3 separate regions of the Triticum aestivum genome follow, and all the other regions are linked to region 1. Evidence: chromatin contacts called from public Hi-C data. All regions are on one chromosome and are shown on one strand. Each heading gives the region's core, a stretch centred on a gene start, on an enhancer-like site or on the middle of the called end of the contact. The rest is flanking DNA. Distances are from core to core; before and after follow the strand shown.

Evidence for each region. A called contact is a pair of places that touch in the nucleus more often than the background predicts.
Region 2: a contact with region 1 is called in a Hi-C map of leaf, with 3 times the contacts expected there. The contact joins the promoter of LOC123121718 here to the promoter of LOC123121713 in region 1. A contact is called at or near these places in 2 of 5 Hi-C or Micro-C datasets (both in leaf).
Region 3: a contact with region 1 is called in a Hi-C map of leaf, with 2.6 times the contacts expected there. The contact joins the promoter of LOC123121717 here to the promoter of LOC123121713 in region 1. A contact is called at or near these places in 2 of 5 Hi-C or Micro-C datasets (both in leaf).

Annotation. Positions count from the first base shown.
Region 1 is chr5D:353,984,095-353,987,674 of IWGSC CS RefSeq v2.1, reverse strand. It overlaps LOC123121713 (thylakoidal processing peptidase 1, chloroplastic), which reads left to right and starts at 1,888. Exons shown (of 6, transcript XR_006459825.1): 1 at 1,888-3,015; 2 at 3,111-3,179; 3 at 3,271-3,358; 4 at 3,472-3,558.
Region 2 is chr5D:354,477,910-354,481,489 of IWGSC CS RefSeq v2.1, reverse strand. LOC123121718 (protein diaphanous homolog 1) reads left to right here and starts at 1,570. Exons shown (of 5, transcript XM_044541740.1): 1 at 1,570-2,043. The coding sequence starts at 1,818.
Region 3 is chr5D:354,401,621-354,405,200 of IWGSC CS RefSeq v2.1, reverse strand. It overlaps LOC123121717 (junctophilin-4), which reads left to right and starts at 1,757. Exons shown (of 3, transcript XM_044541738.1): 1 at 1,757-2,788; 2 at 3,037-3,265; 3 at 3,363-3,580. The coding sequence starts at 1,941. The coding sequence ends at 3,527.

The DNA.
Region 1 (3,580 bases), core at 639-3,138:
TTTACTGACACGCCGTGACTCCTTTCTGTCCGCCAATTTGTTTAGCCGAACCGACGCATGTTGTGCTGTTTGACCATCGCATCCTTTGGGGCACAAAGAATTTTCTCCCCTCTCCGCATGTCAAACACATAAGTAAGTACAGTGGGGTGGTTGAAAAAACAACAACATAATTCTCGGCTTCTGTTTTACTTACTATTCTGCGACGATCATATCCATAGTTCTCAGCCACCAGTATCATGTATGTGAACGCGCAGCTCCCCGTTTTCCCTGTTCCAGTTATCCGGTCGATTCGGAGCACGCAATTCTGGTTGCCACCGTGCCCAACCAATCACTGGCCAGGCCTCACTCACTGTCACTGGGGCAGCGGAAGTTGCCGAGAAGCAGCGCAGCTATACCGATCACGTGGTGTAATAGAGCGACGAAGCCGCTATGCATAAAACATTGCGTTACGTTACCGTTACCGTCAACGGAGCTACAGATAAACATACATTTGTACAGTGGCGTTCTGCGGGAGGTGGCGGTGGGAGGCAGCAGTCGCGGCCTGCCCTGTCTGGTCTAATTTGGCTCCGTTAAATTTTCGAGTCGCCATCGCCTTTCCATGGGCCATGGCAGCTTCAAACTGGCCACCGGGGGGAGGGTTCGGATGATTCTAAAAGAAAAAAAAAGGATTTGTTTTTTTTTTCCAAAGGATCTCGATCTTCGTCATTCTCCCCTGCGCTTCCTTTTGGTTTGCAAAATTATAAAAACCCGGAAACATGGGAAACAGAGTCTTTATACTTGACAAATCGTCATAATAACTGTTAATGTGCTTTTGGTAAAAAGAAAATCACAAAAACATAATCATCATGCCTGTCAGAATCATCGTAATTTATGAAGCGCCCTCTATATGTGGCCTCTCAGTCTTCAAATTTACGCCTCGGAGCCAACCTTTGAGGCGCACGTCATCCAACCCGATTGTTTGGCGCAAAGGGGATTTCACGTGGGAATCGAAGGGAGATCGAAGGAAACTGACGTTTCATTGACGAGTGAGTCCCATGACACGGATGCAACGAATACAAAGGCGTTGAGCTTGCACATCACGTTGACGGTCTTCGTATGCACGTGGAGCCCACTCCATATATACATTATGATGATGGTTCGGCTCTACTAGAGTTACTCTAATCAACTATTCACACTTTTCATATTTTTGCAGTTGTCTGCTTCACATACATTCGCTTTCTTACGTTTCTCGACCATGCATTCCATAGACTTCCTACAAAAAAGTGATGTAAAAAAAAAGCTCATATGCATTATGACTCTAAAGAGTTACTCGAATCAACTATTTACACTTTTCATATTTTGTAGTTGTCTGCTTTAAGTTGCATTGCTATCAAATTATTGTGTTTTCTTGCTTTCTTACGTTTCTCGACCATGCGATCTTGTAAAAAACCTCAATACACGATTGCAAAGACATCCATATTATTTCTTCTCGCGGTTTTGCATAGTGGAAATGTACCTTCCTAGAGTTATTAGAACCAAAATTTCGATATAGTAAGATTCAGTTAGTAATAAAGATCTGTTCGGCAATCAACCGCTTCGAGAAATACGAGAATCTGTGAAGCATCTTTTTCTCCACCCCGTGTTTTCAACTGAAGGTCGGGCCACTCCGGGAGCGGAGTCGTGCGGAGTGGCGAGACTCCGAACATGCCCCAAGTTTGCTCATTCCTCACTCTTTTCCTCTGTCGTTGAACCCATCTCCAATAGTAATTACCGGGAAAATTCTAAAAAATGCTTGGGGCCAGGGGATGTCCACCTCACCGTCAACAGTGAGCGCGCACGCGTCTATATACACCACCCGCCCGTCGGCTTCGCGCTTTCCCTCCCCCGCAACACCCACACCGCCGCCTACCCCATTGACCGCCCCCGTTGACCTCGCCCTCCGGCGAGGCCGACTCGCCGGGAGCTAACCCCCCCGCCGCCGCCGCCTGACCCCGCCGCACCTCCCCCGACCCAGCGCCGCCCGATCCACCGGCCTCTCCCCCGGCTCGCCGCGGCCTCGCCATCCCCCGCCCAGCCGCCCCGCCAGTCGAACCCCGCCGGTATGGTCTGCAATCAGTAGCCGATCGCGTCTCCCGTTGCTCGTTCTCCCCCGACCGCCCAATCCAGCTCTTCTTGGTAACACTACGGCTCCTCTGCTTGCTCGCCATGGCGATCCGCATCACCGTCTCCTACTCCGGCTACGTGGCGCAGAACCTCGCCGCGTCGCTCGGCCTCCGCTGCGGGTCCTCCGCCTCCGCCGGGTGCCGGTTCCTCCAGGAGGGATCCTGGCGCCCCTTCTGCATCTTCACCTCCTCTCGCCACCAGCCCGAGCGCCTCCGGGCCAGCGGCGGTGACGGCCATGACGCCGCCGACGACCACAACCACCCCAAGCCCCAGGCCCTCGCCGCCACCGCCGCTGCCGCCTCCGGAAGCCACTCTCTTTTCCCTTCGAGGACGTACTCTTCCTCCAAGCCGCCGCCGCCTCTCGCTGTGGGGTTGCTGTCGGTGCTCGCCCAGGGTTCGACGGCGGGGTCGTCGACGGCTGGAATCTCCGGCGCCGCGTCTCTGGCCGGCTCGTCGTCGATTTCGATCGGGCTGTTCAACCCGGCGCACCTCCTCCCGTTCTTGCAGACCGCGAGGTGGCTCCCCTGCAGCGACCTTGCCCCCTCGTCGTCTTCGGCGCCCTCGTCCCCTCCTCCCACGCCACCGCTGCCTTCGATCCGTCCCTCCAGGAAGACGTTCAGCGGTGTTCCAACCGCCGGAGCTTCTGCTTCTGCTTCTGGCGCAATTGCCCGGAACATCGGTGCTAGCGCCACAATGAGCAGGAGCAACTGGCTGTCCAAGTGGGTGAGCTCGTGCTCCGACGACGCCAAGACGGCCTTCGCCGCCGTGACCGTGCCGCTGCTCTACAGCTCCTCCCTTGCCGAGCCGAGGTCCATCCCGTCCAAGTCCATGTACCCGACCTTCGACGTCGGGGACCGTATTCTCGCCGAGAAGGTAAAACATTTTACGGAGGATTATCTGATGATTAGTTTGTCATTTTGCTCGCTCTACTTGGTTTTTGATATTTGTTGTAATAATGTGATCCACAGGTGTCATATGTGTTCCGGGAACCGGAAATCTTGGACATTGTGATCTTCCGTGCTCCCCCAGCTCTTCAGGTATGATGATTTCCAGTCTCTCCAATTCAGTGTTTCCATGATTCATACTGCCAGTGAATTTGATGCTAATTTGAGTACAATGTTATGGCAGGATATGGGCTACAGCTCCAGTGATGTGTTCATCAAGAGGGTTGTGGCCAAGGGAGGGGACTACGTCGAAGTAAGCTTTTATCCCAATGGTAGTGCCTTGTGTTTGTTTCTTTGCGTTGCTACCAGTAATTGCTGTGCTGCAAAAAGTTTGATCCTTTGCTCGAGCCGAGCTATAACAGTTGTTCGCTTGGTTCTTTGATAGGTGCGCGATGGCAAGTTACTGGTCAACGGGGTACTTCAAGATGAAGAATTTGTGCTGGAGGCACACAACTATGAGATGGAACCATTGGTATGTTTATCCTCTGTGTCTA
Region 2 (3,580 bases), core at 321-2,820, 490 kb before region 1:
CCGACAAATTTTGTATGAAAACACGTGTACAATAGAATCTGCAGAACCTGCATTGGACAGTGCTCATTTGCTCTGGCCATTTCTTCTAAAGAATCCAGATTCCTACGCATTCATAAATACGATTTAGTATGCTATTACATTTCCTGAAATCAGACGCTATATTTTCTTAGGGAATGCATTGACACAGTTCCTTACAGAAGTTGTATCTTCGATATGGACAAACCGCTCTATGTAATTCTATCATCCATTCTGATTTTGAGGCAAGTATACCAGTTATCTTTTTTCCTTCTAGCAAGGGACAATATACATGTTATGAAATTCTCCTTTGCCTTCCAGGTCAACCAAATAGGCATCTTTTTAACAATTGGAGGGAATTCATTTGTCAATAAAAAATAAATTTGTCACAGGGGATGTTGTCTTATTTCTTCTATGATGTGTTTGTATTTGAATTAAGAAAGCGTAAAATAATGAAAATTGTTCTATGTCTTATAAAAGTTAAAGAAATACGGATAATAATGCACTGACACATGGATGGATACCACAACCCTCCTAACTTTTCAAACGTTCAACTACTGGTTGGTTTTAAAAATATTTTTTTAGGTTGTCAATAACATATTATTTTGTTTGATAGTATGATGTGTGCTAGCTGATTGTAGAAAAAAAGATGGGCGCTAGCTGAGATGTGCATTGTTCTCGGTTATTTTAGCTCAGCGAGTAGCATATTTTTTAAAATGCTCGTGGCAACGCAGGGGTGTTCTACTAGTTTCTATAGAAAAAGTGATGCCATTTGATTGCAGAGGATGGAGCTGAGTCTAGGCTAATCCAATATATATTTTTCTTTGAAACGTGAAGGACTGATTCCTATGATAGGAATATATAAGAATCCGTTCCTACAAACTAAAGCAGTTCAAAGAAAATTTTCATTAAAAGCTGTATCCTGTAAAAAAAATGCGAGGGATCCTCTAATATTTCTACAAACCAAAGTAGGCCTAAATGTAAAAAAAAAATCTTTACACATTTATATTGTGGAACGGAAGGGATACTTTTGCTTACTACGCCTGTCACACATTGCGCCACATCACGCGGTACGTGTAATACAAACAAGAGTAGGAATTCTCTGGTGAACCCCCCAACCAACTGACCGGGGCCAGCCAGAGCCAGTCTATCGCGGCCACCTAATGACACGGACGCTGCACAAAACACGCAAAGACGGTGCAGTCACTAAACAAAAGCGCACTCGGTGGCTGCTGCACAAGTGTGCGTCCCAGTTGACGAGTGACCTGTGACGAAGGCGATGAGAGGCAAGCAAGGAAAAGAAATGTCAAGTGAGGTAGCCCGCCACATGTCCTCACATGCCCGGTTGGTTGGGAAAGCAAGGTGTGATTTGGCCTCGCAGCCAGAGCGTTAGGCAGCGTCACTGACGGCGATGCCCAAACGAAAATAGCCGCAGTAAAATACACTCCTACTCACAGCTCAAAAAAGAAATATCGTACCCTAACACGAATGCATATCCTGGCAAAAAATAGCACATGGCTCGGGCACTGAGCAAAGCAAAGAGGGAAAAAAAGGGAAGAGAAAGCTCCCCGTCAAAATCCGTCCGCATACTTGGCACCCACCTCAAGCACAAAACAAGGGGATAAATCCAAGGGGGGAGACGAGCTGAGGAAAAAAACCCTACTTAACCGACAGTCTCGCCGGCGGGAGGTAGAAGCGCGGCGCGTCCAGTCGTCCAGCGGCCTCCGCGCGCGCCCGCGGGTGGTCGCGGCGGCGGCGGCGGGGAGCTGGGGGTCGTGGGGGCGGAGTCAGATGCGCTCGGAATGGGGAAGCCCGTCGATGTCGAGCTCGGCGGCGCGGGAGGCCTCGCGATCGCCGGCGGAGGAGGAGGAGGAGGAGGGTGGGGGTGCGGCGCGGTCGGCCGCTCCGTCTCGTTCCGGTGCGTCTTCGTGCTCGCGCTCGCTGTCGGGGTCCTCGTCCCGGCGCTGTTCCTCCTCCTGCCCTCCCGCCCCGGGGGTTACCTTTCCAGCGACCCCGACGTTCTCGCCGGTGAGCTCTCCGCCTCCAGCCGCTTAAGTTCTACTTCCTCGTGGTTACTAGTAAAAGGGTTTGGTGATTCGTTGGTTTAGTTGGTCTACTATTGCGCGTGCGCGTGGGTGCAGTGACGAGTCAGTCGATTAGGACTTAGACGGCGGATCGACTAGATGGGACGACTGCGAGTTCATCACCTCTGGCTGCTGTTCGATGCTTCGATGCATCCGCCCTGGATCTAGGATTTGCACGATTTTACTACTCAACTTCGGTCGGCTGGTGCTCTGGGACAATTGGCTGTCTCTGGTTGGTGAACGATTAGCTGTCTATTTCTCTTCTTGTAATGAATTTCAGATTCTGGGTTCAGTTGAAACCTTACTTAGATAGTTTGAATTGCAAGTTCATATAGGTTTTGCTGTTATGTCCTGGGGTTTGAAGGCAATTGTTATGATTGATGCAACGTAAAAGTTATTCCTGGAAATGTCTGGTTAGAGCCTTAGAGGTCACTTGGACATGGCACTTGGTTTCCCGTATTTTTCTTTTGTATACAGCCTGTACCTGTATGATTTGCTCTTTCATGGGTTTTCTAACACACAGGGCGTAGAATTCTTGCCTTGTTTCTGTCAAAGTTAGATGTGTGATTTGTTTCCAGAGTACTTAATTGTCATGATAACAGGGGTCGTGGATTTATGAATTGCCTACTGCATAAGCTGGTGGTAGTGTGTACTGATGATTCCAGACGTGACTGCTGCGTTTACCTTACCCTGCCTGTATAAGATGCTCATTTAAATGGAGGCTTGCCATACATGTCATTGGCTTCGTTTATCACTGGCATTGCATGGTTGTGTTGGTTAGGCTATGGATTAATTACAAGTGTTCTTGTATTTTGCTATTAAGTGTTTACGTGAAGTGTTCTCGGGTGTGTGTTATGTTGTTGACATACCTACCATACTTATGCATGCCTATGAATTAGATAAGAAATTGTTCAGTGAATGATTGAAGGTATATTTTCTCTCTAGTTTAGGGAGGAACACATTCTTAAGCGTAAAATATGGTTATTGTTCTTTGGCCAGATCATAATTTTTTAATAGTTTGTATATTTGGGACCTGTTTGAAGTGTCTTGAGCAACCTCACATTCTCAAACTCGTCATATTTTTCATGACGATTTAATAGGGTTCTCACCTGTAACTAAACTCACACTGCCTATGCTAGCTGTTTGGATCCTGCCCTAGGCCTGGGAAGCCATCAAAGGATTAAATAAATATATACATACTGACATACTGGCCTGTAACCCATCTGCAAAGTGCTGTATTAGCGCCAGGCTGCTGCTTTCCACGATCCAGGCTACCAGAATAGAACGCCTGGAAGTCTAACCAGCTGCCTGGACGATCCAGGTCATGCACTGGTCTAGTTTTTCATGAATCTAACCAAACAAAGACCAAGCTGCTCCCAGGGCAGCTCCAGGCCAGGCGTTCGGCATCAAGGACCCGAACCAAACACTCTCCCAGTCCCTCGCATTTGTGGCACATTTTTGTCAAGTGTGTTTGATCTGTA
Region 3 (3,580 bases), core at 508-3,007, 420 kb before region 1:
TGTGCTACTGCGAGAAAGAGATATTCAGAAGCATCCATGATGACCAAATCATGATACAATTCCAGAAAATGAGGGATTGGAAAGGACATTCGCCTCATGAGTTTAATGTGATTTGTTAGAGGTATAGATGTCAGTGTTATTAGTTTTAATATTTAGTTGCGCATGACTTATTGTTGTATCACTAACGAGTGTGCTAATTTGGACAGATGGCTTGCGGTTGGTGATAATACCATTTGTAAGAAGGAGCATCTCATTGTATTTTCTTGTTGCTTCTCTAGTACTATGATGCCTTGTTGTGTGAATTGTATGGATCTTTCTGGTATGGTTAAACATGTTATTAGTATTCCTATGTGTTTCAGAAAAAAAATCCAGTAAATCCTACGTGTTTCCAATAGTATTATGGGAAAGTTTGAGCACATTTGGACAAATGGACTAGGAGATAATGGCCAATTAGCCAAGCATATTCAAAATTAAATATTTTTCAAAAATTCTGGAAAAATACAGTAAATACTATATGTTTCCAGTAGTATTCTAGGAAAGTGGGAGCATATTTGGCCAGATGGACTATGAGAAAATGGCTATTTAGTTGAGCATATTCAAAATTTTGTTCAAAATTAAATATTTTAAAAAAATTCAGAAAAATTCCACTAAATCCTACATGTTTCCAGTAGCACTCGGGGATAGTTTGAGCCCATTTGGGCAAATGGACTAGAGGTATTGGCTATTTAGCTATTCAGATTCAAAATTTTGTTCAAAAAAATAATATTTTTTAAAAAATCCAGAAAAAAAATCAAGTAAATACTACTCCCTCCGTCTTAAAATTCTTGTCTTAGATTTGTCTAAATACGCAAATCTAAAAGTTGGCGAGCGCTCTTTACCACCGTCCTATTTTCCTCCCAAAGCCGCCATCCATCTGTACTCCACGAGCGTATACATTACTCGAAAGACCAGTCGTTTCACTCCCATATGGAGTATACAACAGAGAAGAAAGCGGCCGCTAAAAAGACAGCGAAAAAGCGAGAGCTCGACCGAGAAAACATCAGGACGCGACGGTTTTTTTAACCCCAAAAGTCCAGCGGTCAAAAAGGGGCAAGGCGGCCAGGGCACGCGTTGCCAGGAACCCCCAGCCGTTTCCAAGCTGGGCACGCCGTGCCGCACACGGCCACAGAGCCGTATCGCGCGCCAGTCCAGTTCGTTTTTGGCCCCGTCGCCGCGGCGCGGCCTCGACCACCGTTCTCTCCTCGCCCCGTCCGTCCACCGGAAAGCTCCCCCTCGCTCGCCCGCGCCCGCACATGCCAAGCCTTGGACGCACTCGCCTCAGCGCACCGCACCCTACGCTACTACTCCTTCCCCAGGGATTCAGATCCGAAACCGGCGGGCCCCGCCCACACTCACGCCCAAAGCGCTCCCCGGTCGGGTCCGGCCCGGTTTGATCCCAGCCGGGTAGTACGGCCCCAGCCCTCCGCGCGCAGGACCAATCAAACACCGGGAGTACAGACCCTGTCTTCTCTCCCTCCGCCCCGCGAAACACCCGGGTCGCGATCCCGCGGGATCCGTCAACGACCCACTGACCCCGGGCGCCACCAAGGGAGGGCGCCCCACATGGCAGTGTGCCCGCCCCACCGGGCCGGGCCGTGGGGCAGCAGGAGTTCGGAGGAGGATCCGCGGGTCGGAGGAGGTCGGCGCCCGCCCGCCCGCCCGAGCTGGTCACCTCCCCCCGGTAGTTATAAGAGACCCCTCAGCCCGCCTCCCCTCCCCTCCTCTCCTCTCTTCTCTCCGCTCCACCCACTCCCCCCTCTGCTCCCTCTCCCTCTCTGCTCCCCCCTCCCCTCCGATCTGCGTTCGCGGCCCCAGGGGCTCCCACACCGGCGACCGAGGAAGAAGAAGATCCGTCCGAAATTGAGGAACGGGACAGCGGCGGGGAGCGGCGGCGGCGAGCAATGGACGGCCACGGGGCCGGCGGCTCCGGCATAGGAGGCGCGGGCAAGCTCACGCGAACGCCCTCCTCGCTGCTGCGCTCCTCGACTGTGCGCAACTGCTCCTCCTTCCAGGCGGTCCTGGTCGAGGACCCCGAGCCCGACGACAAGAAGTCGCAGGCGCCGGCGCAGGGCAAGGCGCTGCACCCGCACGGCCTCCGCCCCGGCGGCCCGCCCCACCCGGCCCTCATCCTCGCGCTCCCCCTCGCCCTGCTCCTCCTCCTGCTCCTCCTCCGCGACGACCGCCACCTCCTCCTCCTCGCGGCCGCCGCCACCGCCGCGCTCGCCGCGGCGGCCGCGGCCGCGCGCCTCCTCCGCGGCCGCCTGCGGATGCGCCGCTCCCCGCAGTCCGGCTCCGTGCAGTGGTTCATCGGCGACGAGGACGACAGGCCGCACCACGCCCGCGACACCAAGAGCAGGACCGCCGCGCACGGCCGCGTGGTGCGGGAGGGCGTCGAGTTCTACAGCAATGGGGACTGCTACGAGGGGGAGTTCCACAAGGGCCGCTGCAACGGCAGCGGCGTCTACAACTTCTTCGGCAAGGGCAAGTACGAGGGGGACTGGGTGGACGGCAAGTACGACGGCTACGGCATCGAGAGCTGGGCGCGCGGCAGCCGCTACCGCGGCCAGTACCGCCAGGGCCTCCGCCACGGCCACGGGGTCTACCGCTTCTACAGCGGCGACTGCTACGCCGGCGAGTGGGCCGGCGGCCAGAGCCACGGCATCGGCGCGCAGACCTGCTCCGACGGGAGCTCCTATGTAGGGGAGTTCAAGTGCGGCGTCAAGCACGGCCTCGGCAGCTACCATTTCCGGTGAGCCTCTTGCCAGCGAAATTCCATGCTTTGATTTGGTCACACTGTTGTTTCCATATCCCAGCAACTGTTCGATTGCTTCATTAATAACTCCAACAACAACCTTACTGGTAATATATATCTTCACAGCAGTAATAATTCAAGCCTTACATCTTCATTCATTCACAGTAGTAATAATTTGAGCAACATCGGTGAGAAATTCATCCATTGGTTGCTAATGTCTAACGTTGTGTTGCAATTTGTTTCAGAAATGGCGATCGCTATGCCGGGGAGTACTTTGGGGACAAGATCCATGGCTTCGGTGTCTACCGCTTTGCCAATGGCCATTGCTACGAAGGCTCCTGGCATGAAGGCAAGAAGCAGGGGTTCGGAATGTACACTTTTCGGAACGGCGACAAGCGATCGGGGGAGTGGGACTTTGGGACTCTCAAGAGCCCCCTGCCCCCAACAGATCCTTCCGTCGAGCGTGCCGTGCAGGTACAAATCGATTTGGTTGGACATATTGCTCCCCAGGAGCCCTGCCTCTGCAATTCCTTGTGGAATTCTAATGGTTTCATTGTATGATGATGATCAGGCTGCACAACGGGCCGCGGAGAACGCCTTCCACCTGCCGAGAGTCGACGAGCAGGTGCACAAGGTGGTCATGGCCGCGAACAGGGCAGCCACGGCGGCCCGGGTGGCGGCGATCAAGGCAGTCCAGAACAGGATGGACGGCAAATTCTGCGATACCTATGTGTGAAGCGTGTGTGTTCAAGAAAACATGCCCCTTTCCTCTAACTGTACATTAGGGTA